Regions from separate parts of the Hordeum vulgare genome. Here region 2 is linked to region 1. Evidence: chromatin contacts called from public Hi-C data. All regions are on one chromosome and are shown on one strand. The core of a region is the stretch at or near the end of the contact, and the rest is flanking DNA. Distances in the headings are between cores, read along the strand shown. Region 1 has its middle 180 kb from the start of LOC123403857. Region 2 has its middle 170 kb from the start of LOC123405567.

Region 1 (5,410 bases), core at 1,216-3,715:
TACCCTACGGGCTGGTGGCTTGGCGACAAACTGGACAAGAAGATTGATCTGAAACAAGATAGCGCAGTTGAAGACTTACAAGGATGCATATATTGCTATCTGCCTTTACTGCTAGAAAAATTGTGCAAAACATGTAGTAGCAAGCGGTAATAGAAGAACATGTAGTAGCAATCTAAAAGTACTACTGAATAGGTAGTAGCAACCTAAGATAAAAACTGCAGAACAAGCCAAAGCAACCACTACAGTACATACCAAGCAGTAGCAAGCAGTATAGTACAGACCACAGCAAGCGAAAAACTGTAGCAAATATATTACTGAACATGGCTTTCTCCCTGGGAAAGAAAAGTAAAAAAGAGAAATCATCTAAAAGATCAAGACACTTTGGTGAGGGTGTAGGATTGACTTCATTATAATTAGTTCAGCCACATGCGTAAGCACTCTAGCCTGGGTCTGTATGTCCAATCCTGAGCAACCTGATATAGCCATAATTTTACTGTGTGGTTGGCAATTGCATCTTCGGTATCAATCGAGTATATTTAAGAACTTACAACAATGAAAGATTAGTTTCTGAATACTAGCATGCTAAGTTTATACTAGCAGTAGCTTTGTTTGTTTTTCGGGTAAGACCCTTGATTTTGCTTATCGTTGTCAAGATATTTACCAAGTGAAGCGTCGTGTGTCGTGGCTTCCCAAGGTTTTGATCACCTTTGTTTTTGCTAGAAAAAATTGAGGTGAACCTAAAGTGGTTGTTCCTCTCCTTTCCATGCATTATCCGTTGGTCCTGTGATCGCGTACATAGAAATAATACATGAATTCAACACAGTCAAGTATACTTCTCACTTTGGATAGAAAATTCATGAATCCTGGTTATTCTTTACGTACAAATAATCCATTTGCTTCCAATGATATTCTACATTAACTTATATAAAAATAATCCATTTGCTTCCAATGATACTCCACAGTAAATTATATGCAGAGAGAGATAGAAAAAACGTGTAAGAAGTTGTTGTTAAATGACCAATCCCAAATGCTGTATGCTTTTTTTAGATAAAGAAAACAACAACGGTGATGGGTTTGAGTAGCTTTAGTTAATACTAGCAAAAGGACCCGTGCTTTGCAACGGAAGAAAAACAATTATAATCTCCAATAATGCCGATCATATCATGTCTTAAAATTTTAGGACATTTCTTCAAATGCATGAACATTTTTTGGATCAACAAACATTTTTTTCAATTGCACTCAAAAAATAACACACAAACTTTTTTTCAAAATCATGGACTTTTATTATTTTCACCAACATTGTTCTCAAAATTATGAACATTTTTCTGAATATGCGAATATTTTTACAAAAATCCTGAGCATTTTTTGAATTCACAAACATTTTATATTTTCTTCAAACTTTTATTTCAAATTTCCCAGTTTTATAAATTGCATAAGTTTTTCAAAGTTCAAAATTATTTAAACTAAAAAATGGGACAGAAAAATGAAAATAAAAAATGAGACTAAAAACAGAGGCACGAACTGTGTTTAAGATTTTTACACGGACTTTTGTTTAAAATCGTTGACTTTTTTATTTTATGGACATTTTCTCAAAGTTTAAACATTTTTTATATGCATTTTTTTTCAAAACTCCTGAGTAGTTTTTGAATTCTCAAATAAAATATGTTTTTTTGAATATTTTATTTCGAAATTCTCAGTTTCTTAAAATTGGAAAAAGTTGTTTGAAGTTCTAAATTATTTAAAGTAGAAAAACAAAATGGAACTGAAAAGAAAAATAAAAAAACTAAACTAAAAAAACAGGCGCCCATGCATGGGTCGGCCCAAACAGGTGTGCTGCATCTTTTTCCAACGCCCAGAGCGTAATATAGGAGGTGCCTAACCGGCCCAGTCTAGAAATTTTCCTGTTTGAAACGTTTTTTATGACTTATAGGTGGCATTGGTGGGTAATTTTAATCAATTTTAAGGGCAATTTGTATGACGTACGGAAAAAACACTATTTGTTTTATTAGTAGGTAAGATTCTTAATTTTTGTTGTATGTACCATGAAGAATTTTAAATTACTCTCCTTTTCAGTTGGATCTGCTTTTTCCCCTTGAATTAAGAAGTTTGAATAGCGTCTTCCTCAACCTCTATATCACTACCACCCCTTCTCTTACTCTAAATAAAATACAGATGTATAACAAGGGCGCGGCCGCACGCCGCGACTTCTGCCTACTAGTTACTAATGAAGTTACTCGCATTATGGACCGTCTCAGTGAATCCCCACAGCATAGTGGTGCGTGCTATGAACGTCCCGGCCTGGGTCTGCCTCAGAAGTCAGAACGAATGTCTCGCCCCAATGCATGTCGCCCGTGATTCTCAGAAAAAAAAAAGCATGTCGCCCGTGGACGTGGACAGAGATGGACTGGACTTGGCTGTCCGTAGCTCCGCCCGTGGGCTGAGCGTGCTGGACCCCTACGTACGGTCTTGCTGGTCCTGGCATGGCATGGTCCTTCGCTGCTCCTGCCGCCTGCCTCCGTACTGTCGCCCAGGTGCTTCACGTTCATCGCTCGCTCGTATCTGCTGTGGACTGTGTTGCCCTAATCACTTCCCGGACACATAGTTGCCGCCGCAACGGGACACCAGGAAAATGGCCATCTTTCTGAGAGTCATATACTCCCATGTGAACGGGAAATGGCTGGCTCTTAAAGAAAGGAAGGCGAGCAGTGGCTAAAATGGCTAAGGCGTGTCGAGCGACTGATACATAGAGATAGAGCTATAGCATGTCGAGCTCATCAACGAGCAGCACACGCAGCATGGAGTATTAGCCTTCCATGTCATCTCTAGATCAACCAGAACGACAGCAGATAGCGGTTGGTCTTTCTCTGTTTTTGCGTTTTTACTCAGGCCTTTTTCTAACTAGAAAAAATCATAGATTTTTGGGTCTGGTTTTCTTTTATTAGTCTCGGCATCTCTTTTCTTCCTTTTTTTTAGATGATCTCTCTTGGAGAACGTCGTCATGGTGACCGACCTTACTGAAGCTCAAATTTTTTGAAAAATTCAAAATTTAATTGTTTTGATATAAAAATATCTGAAAAAATAGTACAAGTAAACCAGGATGCTATATGTATGTGGCGTAAATTTTTAAAATGAAATACCTTAAAATACGATATGTACAAAAAGATAAATTCATAGACTGAAAGAATGAATAGTAATCATGTTACAAAGCCCCAGAATTTTTCCCACGACCCTTATCTCAACGTATTTTTCCTTGAAAATTACACATGTTTGTTATGCCTTCACGCAATCTGTATTTTTTCAGAATGTTTTAAAACGTAAAAATATGAATTTTAATGAAATTTGTATTTTGAATTCGAAGGCCTCCTCGAGGCCGAGCTCAAAAAGCAACCCCCTGACTCTTGATTAGAGCATATACAGTCAGACCTCGCAAATGACCTTTCATACGCCTGCGGACGCGTTCAGTCAGTGATTGGACAGGAGAAAAAAGAAAAAAAAGTGATCCAACCGGACCACTCATATCGTCTTTATATGTCCGAACTGTCCGCGAACCCTTGTATCCATCTCAAATATGAGGAGGATATGAAGGTGGATGTACAGGATGACCAGGGTGAGCAGCAGCCCACCCTAAAATTTTGAGACAGCCAACAAACTTATACATTTAAATTGGGCCAAAAAAATATACCCAACCCAATATACAGACCCCCTAAGCTACGACGAACGCATCCAACCGCTCACACCTATTCACCCTCGCGCAGTCTCGCGCCCGACCCCGCCCCTGACGCACTGCTGACGCGCCCAGCACACAGCCGCATCGCCGTTCCTCGCCGCCAGTCGCGCCTGCGCCGCCATCCCGCCTCTCCTCACAGTCTCCCACCCGCCTGCCCCTGCTCTAGCCGAAGCCTCCCTGCATGCGCCCCTGCTCCGTTGCTCGGCCACACCCCTGTCGCTGGTCGGCCTGCTGTCTGCTGGCGCTCCTTCCCTCGCGGCCTCGCTTCGTGCTGCAAATCTGGCCAAAAGCAAAGGATTTGGAGGTATCGAAAAGCACAAATTTTCTGATTTAGTGTTTGTGCTTTTGAACTATGCTATTCACAAGACCACAACATGAAGAACATATACATAATTCTGAAAATCATTTAGGTCAAGAAACTCTGAGGATAGGGAAGAAAAAGAAGGCGATGAATATGTCGGATGTGGTCGAAGAGCAAACTGAACAATTTGTATGTACGCGAATTGCGATTGAAGAGCAAATTAAAGAGCCAGCATTGTCTATGTCAAATGTGAACATGAGCAAATTGAACATCCGTCACCCTCATAACAACTGATTCATGATTTTAGTCATCTTGTCAAAAAAAAAATGAAGGAGGCCGACCACCCTAATGTGAAAAGCTAGCTCCGTCATTGTACACCCAAACGCGTTCAGTCAGTCCGTCACATAGGACGCTATCTCATCTGCATCATTTTTTTATTAGATCTTTTCTTTCTATCTTTTTTTTCAATCAATCACTTGCAAATAAATGGACATATGAAAAAAAATGATTGTATGATGGACAAATAGAAAATACATCCGGTATAAAATAAAACCCGTGCATTCGCGTTTTTGATCGACACCAAAGGCCCGTGTGGTGAGAGACGAGATGGGTCGCGCATGTGCGTGTGGCATGCGTGCATTCGCGTTTTTGGTCCGACAGCCGCGTACAGTTATGCCACTGTAGCCTTCGCTGGATAATAGTAGCAGGCTTGCAGCTTTGCATATACGCTCGAGATTTTTCCATAGTATCTCTCTATGTCGCGTCCACGTGCCTCTGCTGCTACCCATGCGTCTATAGACTATAGGCTAAGGACCTTAATGGCTGCTAGACACGTATGTACGTATGTATGTATGTACACGGACATAGCGCAACGCCACATCGACGATACAACCCGAAAGGAATCTTTCGATCCGATTCTTTATCTGTCTGTGATGTGATGATTACTAGCAAAAGGGCCATGCGTTGTAACGGGAGGAAAAACAATTAAATCTCCAATGAGGAAGTCAATACCGAGATGGCAAAACTGCGGGAGGGGATGACCAAGATACATCGCGAAATCCACGCTCACCCGGATGGTAGGTCAGCAAGTTCAAATTAACAAAGAGGTGGAACGCTTGAAGGCTGAGGCATGGCGGCTTGAGCGTCCGCGAGTCCCATCTGATGCGGTGCACGAGAGGAGGCATCAAAGTCATATTACAGCCAATCTTAATCCCACTCGTTTATTTGACATCCCAGATATGCGTGGTGCGGAGCATAACCCGCCTCGTTAGATAATCAATAGGTTGAGCTCGTTCAGCAGTCGGCTCAGCCTCCGCCGATCCTGCAGGTGGCTCAGCGTTTCCAAACACCGTAGTGCCGCTTCTCCAACCCCTAGACAACGT
Region 2 (5,519 bases), core at 2,870-5,369, 370 kb after region 1:
ACGCACTCTGGATGAGACCGAGTGGAGTCCGAAGGCCCCGCGTAGTGCCACATGGCGTGGTCTCGGGCCTGCAGCGGCTGGATGCGCCGACCCAGAAAAGTCTCCAGCAGGTCCGTGCCGGTGACTCCTTTGCGGACGACGGCTATCAGCGCGTCAACCAAAGGCTGGATCTGGATCCTTTCCCCCTTAGAGAGCGCAAGCTTCCTGGGAGGGCCCGGACGGTCTAGGCTAAAAGGTGGCAACCCGCTCGAGGCATTCGGACAAGCAATGTCTTGGCAATGGAACCAGGTCGACTGCCAGTTCCTAACTAACTCGGACAACTGGAGGGGGGGTAGCTAGTCTTTGTTTTCTTCTGGAAACCTAAACCCCCGCAGAGCTGGAGGAGATGGGCCTTATCGTCCGACTGGCTAAGCTTTTTGACGGTTTGGGATCTAGCGGAGAACACGTACTTAAAGAGCCCCCAGTGAGGGGGACATCCAATAAAGCACTCGCAAAGGGTGACGAATGCAGCAAGGTGGGCTATTGCGTTTGGAGGAAAATGATGGAGCTGCGCCCCAAAGTTGGTCATGATACCTCGAAAGAAGGGGTGGGGAGGCAAGGAGAAGCCCCTGAACACATGGCTGAGCAGTAGAACGCGCTACCCCTCCTTCGGCGCCGGCTCCGTCTCTCCTTCCGGCAGCCGCCAGGACTTGTTGACGATCATGCCATGCTCCACCAACTCCAGCAAGTCGTCCTCCGTCACCGAGGAGGGGAGGAAATCCCCCTGGATCCAACCCGCCGGCAGCGCCTGCTGCCGCCGCTGGGTAGGAGCCGCCCCCATCTTCTTCTTCTTCTGCGACTCAAGTTTGCTGGTCTGCCCCTTCGTCATGGCGAAGGCGACGGATCCGCAGAGGAGGAGGGGCAGGAGGAAGCTTGGGGCGTGCAGAGAGCTGCGGGAGGAGCGGGATTAATGCGAGGAAGATGAGCAGCGCAACAGAGAATCCCGCCGGAGAGGCTTAAATAAGCTTCCGACTGGGTCACTAACAGGTGGACCCGAAATCTTATCTCCCCAACCGGCTGCTGCGATGTTAGTGGAGAAGATAAAGGCGCGGTAATCGAGGCGGCAAAACCTACTCGATGGCAATGTCGTCATCCCCGCTGAGCGCGCGGCAACCGAAATTTGAGGATCCCGGAAAATCCGGCGCTGTCAGTTTGACCAGTCACGTTGAAAGATTCCGCGGAAGCACTCGGTCTCTGACGGTTCGTTTCACCGATACCTTCACTCGGATCACTGGTTGAAAGGACAAAATGGATCGAGGCAAACAACGCCAAAGTCACCTCCATACCAGTCGGATCCATACTCCGGACATCACTTCATCGTTCCAACCCCGATCCATTCGGGGACTAATGATGGGGTTATAGTCCCAGGATAGGGTCATAGGCCTGCCCTATAGGTCCTACCCAAGGACTACCCTTCATAGAGGACGAGGCCCTTGGACAGTTCCGACTGAACTAAGGACTCCCCCATCATCCAGTCGGTGACGAGCACTCGGAGCATATTTAACGTACCGACTGGATTCCACTCTGTACATCGTAACCTCCCAGGAGGGCAATGGTCATACGTTTTCATACACCATTATTAACATTTAAGGCTTACGTTACCTGTAACGTAGGCATTTATTCGCCACTCTTCCACCCCTGTCCACCAGGCCATTATGAAGGGTAGCGCACTCTATATAAGCCGCCCTTCCCCACTGGTGCGGGGGATGGCTTTTACTGTAATCCTATATTCCACTCGACACTAAGCTCCCAAGAGCACTGAGACGTAGGGCTTTTACCTCCACCGTAGAGGGGCCTGAACTCATACATCCTCGCCGTAGCTAAGGCTCTGCCTATCCTTTCGTACCCTACACTTCTACTGTCAGACTTATACCCACGACAGCAGCCCTAGAGACTCGACCAGGACAGCAGATGCTCGACGCGGTGATAGCGGCGAGGAATGCGGTAAGCACGGGACACAGCGAGAAACCAAGGCACTGGTGGTCAGACATGTGGTCAGACAAATTGTGAAGAGGGTGCTGAAGCAGTGTTGACGAGTACCAGATTGAAGTTGGTGACTGGGTCTATCGGTGCTAGTTGATGGACAAGGGTTGACCATGGAGAATCTGAGAAAGTGGCGGAAAATCTGAAATTGTTAAAAGCGGAGAGAGTACATGGCCGTATAATTTGTGGTGTTTTGTGCACATGGAAAAGTGTGTATGACAAGTACATAAGGAGGCGGAGTGCTATAGCAGTGGGACATGTCAGAGACTATCCGGGAAAAGGGTGAGATAACTGCGAATTAGACTCGGGGTGACACAAGGCGACGGTGAAATTCCTTCAAGTTTCATACGGACGGTCAAGAAAGAGCAAGGATGTTGAGCTCAGGTAACTCTTATATGTGGCGTCCAATATATGAGGTGTTCATTTTCACGCATGTCAGATATTAGTGTGTGATGGCGTTGAATGGATACTCCGGAAGTTGGAAGCACAAAGTAGAGTAATACGGAACTTAAATTTGCTCGAGGGTTGACTGTGAAGAAGACGAGAAGGGACTACAGTTGCACGTGGAGTCACATGGAGTCTGGGAATAGCAGTGGTGTTCAGGGCATATCTCAAGTCCAATGTACATGGAAGTTTGACGCATGGATGAACTCAAGATGGTGGAGAATATTCGCCAAGGTGGATTTTGTTAGAGTTGTGTCGAATATTATTGTACAAGGTAGGTTATAGTTGGACTCTGAGTAGTATTGTGTTTAGACAAGATATGGAGTCGTGTCCTGATAGGACACTTGTATCCTAGGCCTCTCATATATAGCGGGGATAGACACACGATGTAACTGATGCCAACATAATAGCACAGGTACGCGGGGGGAGCCGGCGACGTGTGGCGGTGCCCGGACGGCCGGGATGCGGTATTGTGACGGTGTCACGGGGAGGAGCGCCCGTAGTCAGGCCCCGGGGATGTAGCCATATTGGTGAACCTCGTTAACAAATCTCGGTGTCGTGCTCGTGTGATTGCTTGGTACTCGGTAGATCGACGGATTGCCTCGGATTATTGTAACAGATCCGTTTTCTTTTTGCCCACGTACATACACCATTTCTAAAGAAAAATCAAGGTAGGGTCTTTTCCTACTGTTTTCTTGTTACAAAAAATTGGCATGTTTGTCAACCTCGCATAAGCTAAACTTGTCATAGAAATATTCTGATTGCCATGTTTAAAATCTGAACGCTCGTGACTTATCATTTATCAAAGAAAGGCCAAAAGAATGCAGTGACATACGTCTTGTAAATTGGCTGCGGGGATCGTCGAGGGAATATAAAGTGGACCCTTCTCTTCCGACTGAAAGGTTTGGTACAATGATGAGATGCGGCATGGACACTGGGAATTATTTGTTCACACAGTCGAAGCGTGTCGTGTAGGTCGGTCGATCGAAACCGTGCTCTAGCTGGAACGGAACTCATGGAGAGTGCAACAAGGTACATGAAACGTGGAGAACAGGGAAAATATTTTATTTATTTCGAAAGACAGGAGAGTGGAAAAGTTAGTCAGTTTGTCCTCCTGATGGTAAGTGTCCCAAGAAAGAGACCATGAAAATTCTTGTGCTAGATATACATGTTGGTGCCTATCTAGGCGATGACTGCTAGCCGCTGCGCTGATGATGGCAGTTTCTGCCACATCCTAATCGACATCGACTCTTGAGGTTGAGGGTGACTTCATAGGCCAAGACAACTCCAAGTTGCCTATGTCATAATGTCAACGTCTTGAGATATATAAGTTGACATACATACCATTTCTACCCAAAAAAAGAAACAGGATTTCAGCACGTTTCAGCCATTCTACAGCTCCTGTAATCATCTGTCCAGGAAATAGTATGAAGATTCGTAAATATCCCGAGGGAGCAGATTTCCCTGTTGATTAGTCATAGTTTGGACCGCGTACAGATACAGTACTATACGCAGTAGATGCGACACCCAACAGACCTGCACTAGCAGCTAACGCAAGAGGTCGAAAGGGAATCACATCACACGGGACGGGAGCAGCAGCATGGCCTGGTCCCTCGTGAAAAGTGTTGGCAATCTGGCGTGAGGGCACTGAGCGGAGTGACGTCCGTGACGCGGGTAGCCTTTGGAGGTTTGCATGGCTTCACGTCCAAGCCAGCTAGCAAGGTCTCTCAGAGAGGAACTGGAGGTTCTCATTCCCTCGTTATTCCCTCTCATATTCTTCGTCCCGTATATCAACCTTGGTAGAGGCGTACGCTCGATGGATGTAGTCGTCATCTCGATCGCAAAATGAGAGGCTTCATAGACGGGACCATCGTCGTGTACTAGAGCTATAGAGTAGGGAGGTCTCATGCCTCTCAGAGCCCATCATCTGATGAGTGCAAGGACTCGAGAAACGTCGGCCGGTGTTAGATTCAGGCCACGCCGTGAGCTGAAAGTGCACCGCTTAAGCGGAACTCCGTAGTACCGTCAGTGGCGTGCACGCCAGTAAACTGGAAATATATCGAAAATCAGAGGTTACTTTGCCTTGGAATCTGGATAGAGATATGTAAGTATTATGTAGTAGCACTGAAAGAGAAGAATTTCCCCAGTTCAGCGTACACAGTCAACAAGTAAGCTCCACATTTCCACGTCGAAAGAAGGCAACAAAACTCCGGAGAGAATCTCAACTCAGAGCCGTACAGGGCGCGGGGCCCGGTCACGAGTAAGAGAACACGGCACCCTATATGTGCATATTCCCTTGCAACCACCGCCTCGATCCCACGGTCTCTCATGCATCTCACCAGTCACCACCCGGTAAAATCCAAACGAGGCCGCATAATTGAGCTGCATAAAACCAAGCGACCAAATTCCCTCCTCACACGGGAACGTGACTGCCCCCATGCCGTCTCGTGTGCTCTCGATCGCGCGTCCTACATGGTGGAGATCTGCGTGCCCGGCCATGGATACTGGAGTCCAGTCTGAAATAAAAAACCTCCCCAAGGCAACGCCGGGAATGTTTTCTGGGGTTAGTGAATCGGATCAGGGAGGAGCGTTAGTTTCTTAGTCGATGGAATCATCACCTCCATTGGATGCATATTGTCAAAAGGTCTGAAGTAAATTTTAAAAAAAAATGCAGGCATCAATGTGAAATCTAAAATTTGAGCCCTGCTAAGTTAAATTAAAGATACTGCTCTCCTACTGACCATCCGACCATGCATACGAGAATGGGTCACAGTGTCACCTTGATCGCAATTCCCTCACCTAATGCATGTTAATCCTTATGTATATATCATTGTGATACTGTTTCCTTTTGGTCGTAGCGTCTGTCTCGTTGCTGAGGATTACCTGTAGAAAATTTTCTTTCTCACAAAGTGGCCTTTGTTTAGGGTTGATGTCGATTATAAAAGCTGGGACAGCGAAGCATCCGACTTAAAAAGGTTTGCTCCACAGACATGGTTTGACTAGGCGCATACGTAGATAGTAGTATGTCACACTAATCATTGTGATTGTCCGCT

The links. Hi-C and Micro-C count contacts between places; a contact is called where the count stands out from the background.
Region 2: a contact with region 1 is called in a Hi-C map of leaf, with 5 times the contacts expected there. The contact joins two enhancer-like sites. A contact is called at or near these places in 2 of 6 Hi-C or Micro-C datasets (both in leaf).

The regions. Positions count from the first base shown.
Region 1 is chr6H:431,071,891-431,077,300 of MorexV3_pseudomolecules_assembly, forward strand. No RefSeq gene overlaps it. Among protein-coding and RNA genes, the nearest start is that of LOC123403857, 180 kb to the left of the region's middle. Within about 2 kb of position 2,466, at least 3 of the 3 cell types and tissues checked have open chromatin away from gene starts, as enhancers often do. A contact at or near this core is called in leaf, where this site is marked.
Region 2 is chr6H:431,439,857-431,445,375 of MorexV3_pseudomolecules_assembly, forward strand. No RefSeq gene overlaps it. Among protein-coding and RNA genes, the nearest start is that of LOC123405567, 170 kb to the left of the region's middle. Within about 2 kb of position 4,120, at least 3 of the 3 cell types and tissues checked have open chromatin away from gene starts, as enhancers often do. A contact at or near this core is called in leaf, where this site is marked.